4 separate regions of the Mus musculus genome follow, and regions 2, 3 and 4 are each linked to region 1. The links are chromatin contacts, called in public HiChIP or PLAC-seq and promoter capture Hi-C maps. All regions are on one chromosome and are shown on one strand. The core of a region is the stretch at or near the end of the contact, and the rest is flanking DNA. Distances in the headings are between cores, read along the strand shown.

Region 1 (2,700 bases), core at 78-2,577:
TTATGGGTTTTACTGCAGTTACTTACAGGACAATGGGTGAGAGGCTACCTACAGGACCAGAAATGTCTCAAAGACAGCTGCATCATCAAGGCCCAGACCAGTATTGGTGACAGCGCACAAAAGCTGGGGACCTGGAGTACACTTCGAAGCCCACAGGCAGCTCAACAGGTTGGAGAGTGTCCTTTCCAAGTGACTCTGATCTGATCTAAACCTCTTCCTGGCAGCTTAGCTGGTTTCTGCTGCTTCTAGGTCTGGTCTGAGTCTTTGCAGTTTATCTCCTCCGAGAGACTGCTTTTGCAGCTCAGCTTCAAGTTACTTGAGCCTCTCTGATTTTCTTGTTTATACTCTGGCAGGGAGGGGCCTGGTGGATCTGGCCAGTTTCAGGGACTTCCTGAAACTTCTTGGAGTTGTTTACCTTCCAGTTTAAAGACCTTCCCTGCTGGACGCTGGACAGAATGTTTCAATTTCAAAGGAAACTGTTACACAACCCTGTATCTATGAGGTTTACACACTCAGGTCTCAAATCCTGCTTTGGCACGTTCCTTCTTGCTTCAATAAGAAGCCTCACAGAATTCTGGAAACGTTCTCTTTCTTCCTTTTCTTTTCTTTTCTTTTCTTTTCTTTTCTTTTCTTTTCTTTTCTTTTCTTTTCTTTTCTTTTCTTTTCTTTTCTTTTCTTTTCTTTTCTTTTCTTTTCTTTTCTTTTCTTTTCTTTTCTTTTCCTTCCTATTTCTTTTCTCCTTTCTTTCTTATCACCAGCCAGTTAAAAAACTTTAATAAATGACATAAGAACATTCTGCAATTTCTTGTCCCTAGTGCAGCCTACTCCAGTTCTACGAGGCTGACGACTTTTATATATTTAAATTCTTCGCAAAGAAACCCTGCTGAGCCCCCAAATGCAAGCCACACACCCAAAGGGACAAAAAGCACTGGAGACAGCCCTCTTATTTGGTTTTCGCCTTGATTCTGAGGAGAAGCGGGGATCTCTGAATTAATGCTGTCCAGACCGAGGGTATCTGGGATAGATCTCTGGCCTTCTTGGGAAAACAAAACCCAATATTAACACCGCTTCTCTCGGGCTCCCCAAACAAAACCAAAACAAACACACACATGCAAGGCGATGCCGTTTCGCCACTACTAGTTAAGCGGACTGCGCCTGGATCGCCACGCTCCTGCGGTCTGGCCAGGGCGAAGTTCCCGGGTCTCGGCTCAGCGCTGCGGGGACTTTCACCTGCTGGGCGCGCGCGGGGCGCGGGGCGCGGGGCGGACCCGGCGGCGGCGGGCGGGGCTCTAGCGCGCGGGAGGAGTCGGTCCAGGCCCGCCCCGCAGGAGGAGCCGCGGGCTGGCAGCCGATCCGGCGTCTCCGTGACAGGCACCCTGCTCCGCCGCCACCGCCACCACCGCCGCCGCTGCCTTTCTTCCTCGTCCCGGGCCGTGCGCGCCGAGCTCGGGATCGGACTCCCGGTCTAGTCCCGCTTCTGGCCGTGCGCCCTTCGCTCGGCGTCCCGGTCCGGGGCTCCGCGCCGCTCGCTCCCGCCTGCCCGGCCGCCTGGCCGCCTCCCCGTAGTCAGAGCGCGGCCACCGAGCTGCTCGCGCCAGCCGCATCCGCGCCGCCCCTGCCGCTCGGCCCTCGGGAGGCTCGGCTCCCGGTTCACCCCTGCCACCTCCTGGCACCCAGGCTGCCCACCTCACGACCCGGGTCCTCGCCGCCGCCTCGCCCGGCCCCACTGTTCTCTGCACAGGGTCTCGCCAGCTCTTTCTCGTCGCCGCCACCGCCGCCCCCTTGGAGCAGCGGGTCCGCCGCGGGTCACCATGCCCAGCAAAACCAAGTACAACCTTGTGGACGATGGGCACGATCTACGGATCCCTTTGCACAACGAGGACGCCTTCCAGCACGGCATCTCTTTTGAGGCCAAGGTGAGGGGCCACCGGGAGGGCAGTGCCCTGAGAGGGCAGGTCTGGGGGAATGGGGTGCCAGCGGTCCTGGACTCAGAGCAGGTGGGCTAGGCCTTTCTCAGCTCTTGCCCAGAACAGCTAAAAATGAGCACCTGCAAAGTTTGAGGTGTACTGCCTCTTCCCCGTCTCCTACCTGCAGACACCCCATCCTCGCCCGCCAAGGCTGGATTGAGTTACTTCCCGGAGAAGGCTGAGCAGCGCAGCCTGCATGTCTGGCTCTTTAGAAAGCTTTAAGGAAGCGCTGGTGTTATTTACCTGCTGGCCTCCCATGAGAGAGGTGCTTTTGGAGGTGTTTTAAAAGGAGAATGCTTGTTTCCTGACCGGTTTTTAAAAAAGTTATATATATATGTGTATATTTCACACACACACACACACACACACACACACACACACACACACACACACACACACTCATTCCAAGTAGTTGAGTGTAGGTGTTAAAAGTTACTTCCCAAATGTCTGCTTTTGGACACTTTAGCATGTGTCAGTCATTGGTGTAGTAGTGGGGTGAAACCTGTTTTCTAGTTTTGTGGTGCACTGTTAAATCTCAGCAGTTGCTGATGAAGAATTTAGCCCAGACTGGAATTTGCAGGGTCAAGGCCAAAGCCACCCTTGGGGGAGGGGTGGAGTGGAAACCTCGCTGGACCAGTGGTTGTGTATAAGACAGGCAACCCGGTGACCTGACCATGAGGCACCTCTCTGTGTAAGGAGTTCTGGCTTCTAAGACTGCAGTGGAGTTTCCCGG
Region 2 (2,700 bases), core at 164-2,663, 130 kb after region 1:
ATGTTATGCTTAGGGATATATATGTATATATATTTAGGGATATCTGCATATGTTTATACATAAAGTCATGCCATAACCATCAATGAAAAAAGCCATGAATTTGAAGGAGATTGGAAGAGTTTGGAGGGAGGAAAGGGAAGGGAGAAGTGTTGTAATTATAATCACCAACATAAAAAAAATAAGAAAACAAAGCACAGTCCTCTCTGTACATCTGTACATCTGTATGCTCCTCCCTCACATCCTCATCAACAGGTAAAGATCGGGGACCTCTGAGCAGCTGAGGATTGGGGTGGGCGATATGTAGGCTCTGAGTCTGTCTTCTTCCCCCAAACCTGGTAACAGACGTGCATTTAGAAATGGTAGGGAAACAGAAGCCCACAAGGTGACAGCAGATGGTAACTGTGAGAAGCTTAGATTTTTGTAAGGCAAAACAGTTTAGGAGACCTAACCATGGGTGGAGATCTGGGAAAGAGGCAGTGGGATGAGAGAGGGGTGACATGTGGCGTGTCTAGGAAGATTGTCCCCTGTCCCCATTCTGCTCAGGTCGTTCTTACACCCTGGACCCTCCCTGGACTTCTGCTGTTGCTATATAACTAGTGTACCTTAGTCATACTTACGTACAATATACAGTTCACAGACAATACCAGTTACTTGGAGTCTGGAGACTACTTTGAAAGCTTCTTTATGGCTACTTTGAGTTTATAGCCACAAACTACAGACTGTTGCCCAGCGTAACCATTTCTGACTATTCTGTAATATGGCACAGTGGAGGTAGGGTATTATGTCTGGGCAAAGTGGGTGGTTGGTATCCCTGGACATCGGGGCAGAACAGGCTGCTCCCCCTAGTCTCCAGGAATCTATATACAGTTAGGGAGTCCTGGAGAGCCTGGAACCCAGGTCTGTTTCCTTAGGAAGTGAACATGTGATCACGACCCCTTCATTAGTTCCATCCACATTTAAATAGTATTTAAGTAGATTGGCAACACTCATCCCTACCACTGGCCATAATAACCACCTTCATTTCCTGTGCACAACCTTTCCCTCTTTAATAATCAGCTCCTTTGTTTTACTCCTTTTGTTCAGTGGTGGATATACTGGGTACTGCCAGCTCACAGGAGTTTCCCACTGACCCTGTGCAGGCCTATTTGCTGGCAGATTACTCACCTGGAGTTGCCTGAAGCAGGAAGCTGAGCCTTCCACCTTCACTCTGACTGTTTTAGTGAAGGAGGTTGTGCCAGCCCCCCTCCCCGCCCCCTGATTGACATCTGATTGTCCAGTCCATGCTATGCAGTGAACTGGGTAGTTTTGAAGTTCTCTACTGGATGAATTATGAGCTTTCTTGACTTTGGTCAGGATGCCTGGAGTCTGTCCCAGCTTGGGCAGGTGCTGTGCCAACCTCCCTGGCATGTGCCCGTGCCAGCGGATTTTACTATTGACCCATAGCTCTCCCTTGGAAATACCAAGCATGGGTCTCTGGAGAAGGCTCTGCCACTCGTGTAGCTCTCAAAGGCTGCCTTTGTCTAGAGGCATGCCTGTCTCAATGGAGCCTGATAAATAGCCAGCTCATTTCTCCTGTAAACTGAAATGAAAGAGCCTCGCCTGCTTGAAGTGACTTTCCTTGTCTCCTCTCATATTCTTTGTTCAAGTTTATTTAATGAATATCTGTTTAACTCCATGGATCTAGTGCTGTGCCAGGCACTATAATGGGGGACAGAGAAGTAGAAGTTTGTAGTCCCTGCCCTCCAGGACCTAAGATGTCTGGAGGACGTGGTGAAAACATGGTATGTGCACATCAAAACCATCAAAGGCCATATAAAATTGAAATCAATTAAATGTCAAGTAAACGTGTTGTCCTTTTGTTATTTTTCGGGGGCCAGGGTTGTTATTGTTATTGTTGTTGTTGTTGTGGGGTTTTTTGGTGTGCATCATGGGCTTAATTTCTATTGCCCATAGTGTTCAGAGGAAGCCCTTTTGTTCAGTCCTTTTAAGGTACTGATTTGCTAAGTCATTCATTCATTCATTCATTCATTCATTCATTCATCCATTCATTGCCAATGTCACATGTATCCTTTACCAAGCTCTGTGCTAGATGCTGGGGAGATGTGTGTGCAATGTGGTCCTCTCCAGGCTCAGTCGATTGGAGGTGAGGGAGAAAGATAAGGACACAGAATAGCAGTCATTGCTGTACCAGAGGCCGGAATAAAGCATCCTGCAAACAAGAGGATGGAAGAGCTGCTTTGCATCTGGGTTTTGATTTGACTTGATAATTTGTCTTCTCTTCAAAATAGCTCTCAGTGTTCCCCTTCTCTGCCCACCACTCAGATGGCTGAACAATCTCCGTCTTCTACCAGCCCACTGGTCTCGCTCCTGTTGTGAGGTCCTTTACTCCATGAGTCCTTGCATCTCCCCCTACCTCTCCTCTCATATCAGATATTTACTGTTCTCCAATGTGCCTAGGAAACATCTTACAGAGTTATCATTTTGCTTACTTTTTGTATCTAAACTATTATAAACTAGTATAAGGAATGGCTGACAGCTCATGGGGTTTCTGACTCTATGTTTAGATTTGCATATTTCTCCTGCATAGCGTAGTTGCTTGCCTTGAGTTACCAATACGCCATTGTTATTAATGAATTCTTAACATTATTTTGGATTGTCACTTTCTTCCTCTCTCTAGGGCTCAGCAGATGGAATAGTAAG
Region 3 (2,700 bases), core at 164-2,663, 200 kb after region 1:
TGTAAGTTTTTCGGCTCAGATCTCAGCACGAGCCGTGGAGCCGTGCTTTTTAAAGCTTGTATATAAATTCAGGTCACCTGAATGTACTCAAGCCTCTGACAACAGAATGGGCTGCAAAGAAAGCAGACAGACGTCAGCAACTAAAGGTTGGCCACACTGTTGCAGTCTTCTGGGGACACTCTGAGGTCACACAACTCCCAAAACTCCAGTTTGTCTTCAAATTATCTATAACTGATCAATGGCGAAGTTCTTCCCACCAGAGGAGACATCTTTTAAAGGGCCCCCTACCTCTCAGTGAGCTTTGAAGGGCAGGGCTGTCTTTGTGAGCTCAGCGTTTTCCTGGATGGTTAGACATTTTGAGTATGTTTTCATTAGCTGTGGCACTTGGCTAGCTGGATGAATGAATGCTATTTGTGTGTGGTGGGGGTCTTGAAATCCAGTAGAACTTAGCAGTGGGATATAGTGATGTCTTAAGGTATTTCTTTAGGTCACCACGCCATTCTCCTTTTCTGTCAATATGTCAGTTTAAGGCTGAGCAAGGACTGGAGAGATTACTGGGTTCGGTCCCCAGAACCAGTGAAGCTGAACATGGAGTCTTGAGAGGGCTCAGTGGACAAAGAGCTTGCTCTCTAAGTGTAAAGCCCGGAGTTCAAGATCCCTAACACCTGGGTAAGATCCAGGCAGGCATGTTGGCTTCTGTAACCCCAACACTTGGGAAATGGGGGCAGGGGTCCTGGCTAGCTAGACAGGAGTCAGTGATCTATAGCTTCAGTGAAAGACTATCTCAGTAAATGGAGTACAACAGCAGACGTCAACTCTGGACTTTTACAGTGTACACATATGCAGATGTACACATATTCACCCAAACACGTGTAAAACATGTACATGTGCCACATGAACACACCCAGCAATGGATACAGGTGCATCCCTGGGACTTGCCAGCAGCCAGCCTAATCTCCTTGTACAGCTCCAGGCCAGGGATAGACCCTGTCTCAACATCCTGAGGAATAACACACCTGGGACTGACATGTGCAAGCATTTTACACACACACACACACACACACACACACACACACACACACACACACAGAGAGAGAGAGAGAGAGAGAGAGAGAGAGAGAGAGAGAGAGAGAGAGTAATCAAAGTAGGATTTTAGTTGGATTTGTCCAGGAGAGTCAGATCTTTGTACACTTCCCACTAGCTCGGGACGTAGCGAGCTATGATGCAGCCATCTCACTGCTGGGTAAGAACCACCGTTTTGGCTTTGTTACCAAGCATCTAGGAACGCTCTCCTCCTGAACCGATGCCAGCAGATAATGAATCTTAAGTTGAATTAGTATCATAAGCTCAGTTGCTAAGATAATTGGCTTTGCTTTGATGTCCTCCAATCAGAACATCATTTTCGATGTTCAAGGAGGCCCAAGTAATTATCTTTTTCATGTATCTAATCATGGTTACTTGTTATAATCCCTGAATCACACTACAGCACCGTGTGCTGAGGAGTAGAATCCTAAGATTAACCTTGATCGTCGTCTAAGGGATTTTTCTGTTAAACAGCTAGGTTCCATGTGATTTCTTCAGTAAACCACTAACTGTGCTGGGATCCGCTAAGGTGACAGATTGTCAGTGAAGACAGGTGGCTTTAACATGCTAATGAACAGTACTTACCATAGATCCACCATGTTCTGGGAACTATGGGACAGATGCATTGAGGAATTATGGGTATGCCTATGTGGTTTGTGGCTTTGTTTTGGTTTTGCCTTTTCCACTTTCCAAAGTAGATGAGATAGCATGTTAGAGAAGACATGGTCCTTCTCATTAGAGACACACACACAAGTGGGGAAAGAGGGGCGCAGGGTGGGTGGAGAGTGTGTGTGTGTGTGTGCGTGTGTGTGTGTTGTATGTGTATGTTTTGTAGGTATGTACCCATGTGCATGGAGTACAGAGGTCAATGTTGAGTATCTTCTATCATTGTCTACCTTATTTTTGAGATATAGTTTCTCCCTGATATTAGAACTCATAGATTCCATTTGGCTGGTCCCCTGCCTCTACCTCCCCAACACTAATGTTCTAGGCATGTGCTTTCCCAACACTAATGTTCTAGGCATGTGCTTTCCCAACACTAATGTTCTAGGCATGTGCTTTCCCAACACTAATGTTCTAGGCATGTGCTTTCCCAACACTAATGTTCTAGGCATATACTTTCAGTGTCTTTTATATGGGTGCTGGGAATCAAAATTCAGGTCTTTAATGCTCACATACCAGACACTTTCCTGACTGAGCCCTCTCTACAACCTTAAAATAGCTATTTCTTTTTTTAAAAATATTGCATTTGTGTATGTGTGTGTGTGTGTGTGTGTGTGTGTGTGTGTGTGTGTTATCAGTCAATTGGTCTGTCTATCTATCTATCTATCTATCTATCTATCTATCTTTCATCTGTCTAGGAATCGAGAGTCAGGCCCTTATGCTTCCACAGCATGTTTGACTTTAGCCCCAAATTAAATGTTTCTTAAAAACCTTTTTATCAAATTTGTGTGTGTACACATGAAGTGGGGGAGGGGGCTTGGTAACAAATGCCTTTACCATTAAACTGTCTTGCCAGCCCCAAATTATCTACTTCTACTGGCACTACGTTTACATATAAGATCCGTGTACAGCTCTTAGAACATTGCATTAATGTTGTTTTGTTGTAACCTGGGT
Region 4 (2,700 bases), core at 145-2,644, 220 kb after region 1:
CTCTAAAATCAGAGTTGATTCTGCTCCATGGTATCCTGTCTTAGTTAGGGTTTTATTGCTCTGAAGAGACAGCATGACCACAGCAAGTTTTATAAAGGCAAACATTGAATTGGGGCTGGCTTACAGGTTCAGAGGTTTAGTCCATTATCATCATGGAGGGAAGCATGGCAGTATGCAGGCAGACATTGTGCTGGAGGAGCTGAGAGCTCTACATCTTGATCCACAGGCTGCAGAAGGAGACAGTGTACCACACTGGGCATACCTTGAGCATGGGAGACCTCAGAGCTTACCCCCACTGACACACTTCTTCCAACAAGGCTACACCTACTCTAACAAGGCTGCACCTCCTAATATATTGTCACTATGGGCCAAGCATTCAAACACATGAGTTATACCTATAGGTATAGGGGACTATATCTATTCAAACCACCACACATCCTTTCTGCATTAGTCAAATTTCAGTCATAATAGCAAATACTCTGCCCTGGTTACTTATATAGTGATATGAGGTGTATTTCAGCTCACAGTTCAGATTGCTTCATTGGTTTGAACCTCTAGTGGAGGTTGCTTATAATTGAGGTACACACTTAAGTCACTGGTCACATCTTGAGCCAGGTAGCAGAAAGAAAGAGAAAATGGATGTGGATTCCATAGTCCCCTTTGGGGATCATTGCCAATGACCTAAGGAGCCTCTTATAAGACTCCATTTCTCAAAGATTCCATCACCAACCAATAGCATCATACTAAGAACTATGCATTTACATATGAACTACTAAGGACACAGCCAAACCATAGCACCTTCTTCCAAACCACCATAGTTTCACAACTCAAACCCTGCTCTCAATTCACGATGTGCTCTAAGATAGAACCCAAGCTACAAAGGTTCATAAAAGGTCATGGAAGGAGGTGCAGACTTGGAGTTTGAGCCAGCCCTTGCTTATGACATCTCCTAAGTGACGGTGTGGTTATCTGCAGCTTCCTGGACTGTTTCTATAAGGATGAGCACTTTCCCTCCTCCAGTTCTTACCTCCTGTCATCCGGCTTCTTATGGAGCCCCTGCTAAACTGGAAAAACCCATATTAGGAGCACGCAGGCAGCCCGGCCTAGGGTTTTCTCCCTAACTCTCCTATGGCGTTTCTGGACAGCTCATTTGACAAAGATAATTGTTCTGTCACTCCAACCATGAGTAATGCTTCATGAAGAGTTGATGTTTTTATTTCTTCCAGCTTTGAGACCTTTCCTTTACAGTGTCTCATACATATGCATGAGCAAGAATAACTCACCCAATTTTCTGCATGGAGAACATTATGAAAAGAACTGACAAGGAGAGGGGGAGAGCATTCATTCTGTCTGGCGTCTGTTACCTCCCAGGGCTGCTCTGTGATCCCTTGTTCACTCTGGGAGAAATCCCCTCACTAATGCCCTAACCCTTTCACCTTCTTCTGCTTGTCAATGCTACACCCTCAGTGCCTGTGGGAGACCCCTTTCTCTGTGAGATTCTGAGGCTTGCCTCTGATGCCTTAGAGCATCTTCATACCACTACCAGTGTGTCTGTCCTGGACGCACCTTCCTTTTGTGCCCAGCTTAAGCTGCTGTTTGTTCTCCTTTACTTGGTCTCAACAGGCTCTCTGGCTGCCTTCACATATGTTCAGCTGTCCCCTGCCTTAAATAACTGCTTCTTATTCCTGATGACCTCATGCAAGCGTATGTCCTCTGTCAACCCTCCTTCCTTCCTAAAGTCATGGTCCTATCTTCACCACTGTCTTACAGTTCGTTTCTCATGATCTGGCTTTGATAGCCTTCATAAAAATGGCTCCTTTTGTGCTCATTGTATATTTTCTTCGGGTGTCAAAATACCCAGGCATTTCTCCAAGGTTTTTCTGCATCATTTCAGCTACATCCCGACCACATGCTTTTCTTGTTTATCTTTTAGTTCTGTTCATTTTATCTCTCCTCCCCTTGTTCTCATTACTGTAGAGTTATAGGCAGTCTTTATCTTCTTTGATGGGCAGGTTCTGGATTATGTCTTTATTCCATAGTGCAGAAAAGGTCCCCAAAATTTCACTGGTGCACAGTGAGACTCAGTAAACACCTAGAGTGGACACTGAGTTTCCAGCAAGGATTAATGACTTATAAATCTTTTATTGCAGTCTCATGCTCTATTAGAAATTTGTGTGACCTTTCTTTTCCTCTTTATTCCTTTGCTTTCATTCCCTCTTTTCCGATGTCAGCATATGCTACTCTGTAGAAATCAATGGGAATGTAATTACAAAAGGACTCAACCCCTATCCAAGGCTTTCACTCTGACTTCTACTCCTATGGTAGGGCAGATGTTTAGGGAAATATGATGCAATCCTAAGTTCTTTTTAGTTCTATTAATTTGTCATTGAGTATGTTTATGTGATATGCGTGTATGTTGATGAATACACATGGAAGTCAGGCCACAATTTTGTGGAGTTGGTTCTCTCTGCTTTGATGTGGGTTCCTGGGATCGAACTCGGGTCACCAGGCCTTGCACAGCAAATGCTATACTGGTCCGTTTTTGTTAACTTGACACAAACTTAGGCATATTTGTAGAGAAGGAATTGCAATTGGGAACTTACCTCCATCAGATTGGCCTCTAGGCGAGTTTATGGGGCATTTTCTTGACTAATGGCTGATGTGGCAAGGCCGAGCTCCTAATGCTTAGTACCGTCCTTG

What was found. Promoter capture Hi-C pulls out the DNA fragments that hold promoters and counts their contacts. HiChIP or PLAC-seq counts read pairs in DNA pulled down with a chosen protein or histone mark.
Region 2: a promoter capture Hi-C map of hippocampal neurons shows a contact between it and region 1, with 6 times the contacts expected there. The contact joins the enhancer-like site here to the promoter of Nos1ap in region 1. A contact is called at or near these places in 10 of 39 promoter capture datasets (the 3T3-L1 cell line, 3T3-L1-derived adipocytes, the HPC-7 cell line and 5 more), 4 of 484 Hi-C or Micro-C datasets (bone marrow-derived macrophages, cerebral cortex, cortical neurons and 1 more), 14 of 115 datasets of contacts at active chromatin or transcription factors (SST interneurons, bone marrow-derived macrophages, embryonic basal ganglia and 9 more) and 3 of 9 other capture datasets (adipose tissue, liver and pancreatic islet).
Region 3: an H3K27ac HiChIP or PLAC-seq map of SST interneurons shows a contact between it and region 1, with 4 times the contacts expected there. The contact joins the enhancer-like site here to the promoter of Nos1ap in region 1. A contact is called at or near these places in 12 of 39 promoter capture datasets (the 3T3-L1 cell line, 3T3-L1-derived adipocytes, the HPC-7 cell line and 6 more), 1 of 484 Hi-C or Micro-C datasets (cortical neurons), 17 of 115 datasets of contacts at active chromatin or transcription factors (SST interneurons, bone marrow-derived macrophages, embryonic basal ganglia and 10 more) and 3 of 9 other capture datasets (adipose tissue, embryonic stem cells and liver).
Region 4: a contact with region 1 is called in an H3K4me3 HiChIP or PLAC-seq map of forebrain, with 6 times the contacts expected there. The contact joins the enhancer-like site here to the promoter of Nos1ap in region 1. A contact is called at or near these places in 12 of 39 promoter capture datasets (the 3T3-L1 cell line, 3T3-L1-derived adipocytes, the HPC-7 cell line and 7 more), 2 of 484 Hi-C or Micro-C datasets (bone marrow-derived macrophages and nephron progenitors), 16 of 115 datasets of contacts at active chromatin or transcription factors (SST interneurons, bone marrow-derived macrophages, embryonic basal ganglia and 10 more) and 1 of 9 other capture datasets (liver).

The regions. Positions count from the first base shown.
Region 1 is chr1:170,588,476-170,591,175 of GRCm38.p6, reverse strand. Nos1ap (nitric oxide synthase 1 (neuronal) adaptor protein) reads left to right here and starts at 1,327. Exons shown (of 10, transcript NM_001109985.2): 1 at 1,327-1,916. The coding sequence starts at 1,812.
Region 2 is chr1:170,458,849-170,461,548 of GRCm38.p6, reverse strand. The region is part of intron 2 of Nos1ap (nitric oxide synthase 1 (neuronal) adaptor protein); the gene reads left to right. Among named protein-coding and RNA genes, the nearest start is that of Gm46171, 81 kb to the left of the region's middle. Within about 2 kb of position 1,413, at least 40 of the 459 cell types and tissues checked have an H3K27ac peak or open chromatin away from gene starts, as enhancers often do. A contact at or near this core is called in hippocampal neurons, liver, neural progenitor cells and 3 more, where this site is marked.
Region 3 is chr1:170,384,259-170,386,958 of GRCm38.p6, reverse strand. The region is part of intron 3 of Nos1ap (nitric oxide synthase 1 (neuronal) adaptor protein); the gene reads left to right. Among named protein-coding and RNA genes, the nearest start is that of Spata46, 77 kb to the right of the region's middle. Within about 2 kb of position 1,413, at least 4 of the 459 cell types and tissues checked have an H3K27ac peak or open chromatin away from gene starts, as enhancers often do. A contact at or near this core is called in SST interneurons, where this site is marked.
Region 4 is chr1:170,366,000-170,368,699 of GRCm38.p6, reverse strand. The region is part of intron 4 of Nos1ap (nitric oxide synthase 1 (neuronal) adaptor protein); the gene reads left to right. Among named protein-coding and RNA genes, the nearest start is that of Spata46, 59 kb to the right of the region's middle. Within about 2 kb of position 1,394, at least 27 of the 459 cell types and tissues checked have an H3K27ac peak or open chromatin away from gene starts, as enhancers often do. A contact at or near this core is called in SST interneurons, embryonic basal ganglia, forebrain and 1 more, where this site is marked.